Linked DNA regions of Bos taurus: region 1 is linked to region 2. The links are chromatin contacts, called in public Hi-C maps. All regions are on one chromosome and are shown on one strand. The core of a region is the stretch at or near the end of the contact, and the rest is flanking DNA. Distances in the headings are between cores, read along the strand shown. Region 1 has its middle 44 kb from the start of FLI1. Region 2 has its middle 250 kb from the start of ETS1.

Region 1 (2,700 bases), core at 42-2,541, 380 kb before region 2:
GAAGGGAGTGCCCAGAGCCCAGGGCATCAGGGACCGGCAGCCCCTCCGAACATCTGCTGAACGAGCCACCTGAGGCCAGGGTCTGCTTGAGCTGGGATCGAAGCTTCTTATTCCCGGTCAGCTATTCCATTTGCGTCTCTTAGGGACCACTCTTCATGGGCATTAGAAAAGAAAAAACTACAGAGATGCTAGAGGTCTGGGCCTTTGGGGACACAAGTCATTTCTTTTCTGGCTCAGCTGTCACGTCTTCTTTTACAAAGGTCATCCGGTGTTGCTGTGTGGATGTGATTTATCTTTCTTAAAAACAGTGCATGTTTTAGAGGTGAATTTAGTAATGCTTTTCTTTCTTAACATGTTTGGGTTTTTTTTTTTTTTTTTGGTCCCTTTACCTCTATTTTGTTGCATGTCCCTTCCTAGTTGGATTCTGGTTGTCCCAGAATCCCATGGTGGGAGAGTCTTTTCTTTGGTGATTCTGTGCTTTAGATCAGGAGTTGACTGGGGCTCCTTAGCCAGCTCCTTCGTCATCAGTGCAGCATGCTGTGCCCAGGAAAGAGGTGATAAATGACCTTTAAACAGAAACTCAGGCTAAGAGAAGATGTCACTGGCTCCTTGGGAGGTCACTGCCCTGTCACTTTGTCCCCACATCATTCCAGCCCCAGGCCAGGCAGGCCTCCAAGCGGAAGCTCAGGTTTCTCTTATAAATCTCCGGCATCTTCTGAAAAACCAAAGAAGCTAGGACAAACTGTTAACCCTCGGCGTGAGTTCCCACCACACCCCCCTCATCCTGCCTTTTCTCTCCTCCCCTGTGCCAAGTCCTTCTTCCCAGGTCTCCAAGGCTCTGCACACTCTCCTTTGACCAACCACTCTTTCCCCTGTTGTATTTGGCTGATGGTCCTTCCCAGTAGCTCAAATGCTTCTTCTTCAGATAAGGTTCTGTGTGTGCCTCCAACAGGGTGGTCACTGCCCTGCTGTGCCCCCTGGCCAGGACCCTCCACCCTCCACCACAGCATTGTCACGCATGTCAGCTCTTGCCTGCCACAGGCTCTGAGCATCTCTGGGAAAGGGTCCTCTCATCTGCCCACCTGTGGGAGTAGGAGCGCCCAGAGTGGGAGCCGGGCTGAGCTTGCTGGATGACGCATGGTCCACGGTGGACACAGCAAAGCCATCGCTGTGCCTGACGCATCAGGGACCAGAGGGGCCGCGGGGCCGCTAGTTTGGGCCTTGCCTGTTTCTCAGCATCTCCTGTGAGATCGCAGCCTCTCCTGTGTTGCACCACCGGCGTTTGAGCAGAAGGGGTCTCTCCAGGCGCAGAACACAGGTTCCCTGCGCTAGAGCCTGGGAAGCTGCTGAGAGGAGCCTTGTCTAGTGAGGAGCAAGATTCCTGGACAATGCTGGCTTCACTGCTGTACAGAGAGGAACTCTGTGCCTCTCCTGTCTCCAAAGAAAGGCTCCTAAATTTGGCCTCCAGATGGAAGGCATGCTTGCAAGACCCTTCCCCATGGAAGACAGCTTCTCATCTCCCTCCTAGCCCTAAACTCAAGTGTCCTTTTTGTGAAAATAAAGTACACAGGGAAGGAGTTTCTCTCTCTTTATTTTTTTTACATTTTAATTATTTTTAATTATTTTAATTTAAATATTTTATTTTAATGTTTATTTTATTAAATAAATTATTTTAATTATTTTAATTTATTTTATGACGGCAATTATCATGTACCGTAATCCCCAAATGGGGTAAGGTAAAACATAAATTAGACTACATGATTTATTTTAATTGAAGAAATACTTGACTTACAATGTTAATTTCTGCAGCACAGCAAAGTGATTCAATTTTATATATATATATATATATATATATATATATACGCACATTCTTTTTTAAAATATTCTTTTCCATTGTGGTTTATCATCAGATACTGAATATAGCTCCCTGTGCTATGCAGTAGGTCCTTGTTGTTTATCCATCCTATATATAATAGCTTACATCTATTAAGAAGTTTCTCTTTATAACAACATTTGTATGTGTGTATTACATGTATCATTGGGAATTTCTTCCTGAACTGAATTTTTCTCCTATTGTCACGTTAATATCAACAATCAGCATCCTAAGAATTTATAGTAAGAGTTAATTATATTTTTTTGAGTCATAGCATAATTTATCTGGATGTGGTATGCCGATTGACCAAACATCGTTTACCTGTTCATTTTCCGGTTAATTTGACACATCATTTTCATATTCTATTTTCCCACAGTAGGATAGCATCTCACATCTGTCAGGCTGGCTGTTATCAAAAAGACAAAAAGTGCAGGCGAGGATGTGGAGAAATCGGCAGCCTTGTGTACTGTTGGTGGGAATGCAAAATGGTACAGCTGCCATGGAAAACAGCATGGAAGTACCTCAAAAATTAAAAATAGCACTAACATATGACCTAATACTACTACTTCTGGGCATTTGTCCAAAAGCATTGAAATCAGGATCTTGAAGAAATATGTGCAGCCCCCGGTCATCACAGCACTTGTCACAGTATCCAAGATACGCAAACAACCTAAAGGCCCACTGGGTTCCCTGGTGGCTCAGCAGGCAAAGAATTCGCCCGCAATGTGGGAGACCTGGGTTCAGTCCCTGGGCTGGGAAGATCCCCTGAAGAAGGGAATGGCTAGTATTCTGGCCCACATCAGTATTCTGGCCTGGAGAATTCCATG
Region 2 (2,902 bases), core at 356-2,855:
GGTTCTCTGAAATCCCACCATATTGGAAACCCCCTCTTCTAGCGTTTCATCAATGGCTTCTCTTCTGGTCCATGTGAGATGAGAAATCTGTGTGCCCGCATGGGACCTGACCCAGGAGGATTTTCCCGTTAGCAGATGACTAGCCCTGGACTCTGCTATTTTTTTTCCGTCAGGGCTGTGCTTTACCTCTCACCCACCCAGTGGGCCAGAAGCACCGGAGTGGAGATTCTAGAAGAGCCTGGCATCCCTTCAGGGGTGATTTCCAGAGGAAACAGTTAAGAACGCTTTTCTTCATCGTGTGCTCTGGGATTGTCCATTTCCTTGAACTGAGGTATCACGGTCCTCGTTGGCAGCACCTCCACAGTCTCAGACGAGACCCTCCCTTCCTGAAATCCTCCAGGAGCTCAAGTTTCCAACTAATGTCCTTTTCTGAGGTTGTTTAACCAAGCCTGGTGTCCCAGATGTCACGGCAACCCTGCTTTTACCACGTGCTCTTGTCCTTTTGAGGGAGATGCCAACTAACTCATTGCTATATTTGAAATATTTAAAAAAAAAAAAACAACAACAACTCAGAAAGGGTATCCCTGGAAATTGCCTATACACATAGCGTCATGTTGCATGGAGAGGTTGTAATAGTGTCCTGACCCTTTATCCCCAAACTAGACACAGGCAAGCTTCACAGACAAGATGAGGGAGCTTCATGCGCAAGTCATTTTGTCATCTCACCAGCTTTCCACATTCAGTGATTGTAACTTGAACTGGAAGAGACTTCTCTGGGCCCTTTCCTGGTTACTATGTAGAGATTTGGGCCACAAAGGAATACATTATATGTCTTTGGTTGGCTAATTGTGAGAGGAGGAGCCGGTTGACCAAATGTGATATTTTTCATGGTTTCTTTTTCGAAACACAGCGGTCTGTCTACATCAACTCACACCTACTTCAGCACTCAATTTCCATCTCGCTTGTGAATGTCTTCTAGACCACTGTGGTTCCATCTCTGCCTATCTGACCTGTATACAATCTAGGCCTTGCGTCACCCTTTGCAGGGTTGTGTCGAGTACCGTCCACTGTTTCGCATGCCCTTCCTCCTTCCCTCCCGGCGGGCAGAGGCGTTAGGAACGCACGGGTCTCATCCCGGCGCTGTTCCCAGCTGGCTGGCCCATTCGTGTTTCTCGTCACGTAGAAGAGTTCCATGTCCACATGGAAGTGTCGTGATGAAGTGCAGTGTTAGTTCAGAACAATAGTCAGGGATTGTCTGAAAGACAGTCAGAGAAGAAAGTCCCAGATGACATGTCATTTAGATAATATTTGCCTAATCTTTTGCATGAAACCTACACAATGATTGTCTCTATGTACATCAGTGTTTATCTTCTTTCAGTCACCTTCTCTCTCACTCTCTTTCTTTCTCTGTCTCCCCCATCCCTTTTGCCCCTCTCCCTACCTCCCTTTTTGTAAAAGTAGAGACAAAAGTTACCGGAAGTCTCAATTGTCAGACTTCAAAGTCTCTGCTAAACATTTGACATTTGACACTGTGTCTCCCTCCCCTTCCTTCTCACCCTCTGCTCGCTTGCATGGGCACAGCCTCACAGAGATAACCATATCGGGCAGAATAAATGAAGCCTGTTTCCTTCTAAATTTGCTTCCTCCCACACATGGTTCGACTGTGTACCCTGGGGCTGGCAGGCACTCTACCCGAGACTTTTCCCTACTGACTTCTGGGTGGAGGTGGTGGGCTGGATGTGGTCAGAGACTCTTCATTCACCAGGCAGAAATCGTGGAGTTTTTGAACCAGAAAAAGATCCCACACAGAGTCTCATCGAACACTCTCACTTTATAGATGGCAGAGTGGAGGCTGGGAGGAGTTCATCGAACTGTCTGAAATCAGTTAGATATGATCAGAGCAGGCCCTGGGAGCCAGAATGCTTTTATAACCCAGGCTGGTCTTCTTTCTGCCTGAACACAGAAACTCAGACCCTGTATATGTCAGAGTTAACACTCAAAGCTCAGAGAGTGGATTTCTCCAGTCTGCAGGTGACCAAATCCTCCTGGGGGTTCATCAGGGTGAAGATAGAAGTCCTGTCCTAGGCTCCCTGCCTGCGAGAGGACCCGGAAACCCAGCTGCCTACGTGCGTTGAGGTCCGTGGGAGAAGGAAGCAGCAGGTAGAAGGTGGTCTGTGCACTGGATCCAGCCACGTGCTCTGCAGAACCACTCAGAACCTAGACTGGGGCCATCCCCTGTCCCCAGCCCAAGAGAGGGCAGTCACAGATGATTCTCCAGATGAAGCAAACATGGCCGTGGCAGACAGGAAAGAAAGAGGAGCCGCTGAGGCAGAGGGCTGGGCATCTGAGGAGGAGAAACACACAGCTCCCCACTGGGATACGTGGGGTATCGCCTCCAACATGCTTCAGAAGAGAAACTCCACTAGTGAAGTTCCTTAACTTTAGGTCTTCAGGGGGTTTTAGAGTGGAATCCATAGAAAATTACAAATGCCTTTAAAAATGGTTGACTTCCCTGGTGGCTCAGATGGTAAAGTGTCTGTCTACAATGCGGGAGACCTGGGTTCAATCCCTGGGTTGGGAAGATCCCCTGGAGAAGGAAATGGCAATCCATTCCAGGACTATTGCCTGGAAAATTCCTGGGACAGAGGAGCCTGGTAGGCTACAGCCCATGGGGTTGCAAAGAGTCAGACACGACTGAATGACTTCACTTTCTTTCTTTCTTTAAAAATGGTAGAGGAACTTCCCTGGTGGCTCAGATAGTTAAGCGTCTGCCTACAATGTGGGAGACCCGGGTTCAATCCCTGGGTCGGAAAGATACCCTGGAGAAGGAAATGGCAATCCACTCCAGGACTATTGCCTGGAAAATCCCACGGTCGGAGGAGCCTTGTAGGGTCGCAAAGAG

What was found. A called contact is a pair of places that touch in the nucleus more often than the background predicts.
Region 1: a contact with region 2 is called in a Hi-C map of liver, with 3 times the contacts expected there. The contact joins two enhancer-like sites. A contact is called at or near these places in 4 of 11 Hi-C or Micro-C datasets (blastocyst, blood, liver and 1 more).

Annotation. Positions count from the first base shown.
Region 1 is chr29:32,008,027-32,010,726 of ARS-UCD2.0, reverse strand. No RefSeq gene overlaps it. Among named protein-coding and RNA genes, the nearest start is that of FLI1, 44 kb to the left of the region's middle. Within about 2 kb of position 1,291, at least 4 of the 102 cell types and tissues checked have an H3K27ac peak or open chromatin away from gene starts, as enhancers often do. A contact at or near this core is called in liver, where this site is marked.
Region 2 is chr29:31,629,629-31,632,530 of ARS-UCD2.0, reverse strand. No RefSeq gene overlaps it. Among named protein-coding and RNA genes, the nearest start is that of ETS1, 250 kb to the left of the region's middle. Within about 2 kb of position 1,605, at least 26 of the 102 cell types and tissues checked have an H3K27ac peak or open chromatin away from gene starts, as enhancers often do. A contact at or near this core is called in liver, where this site is marked.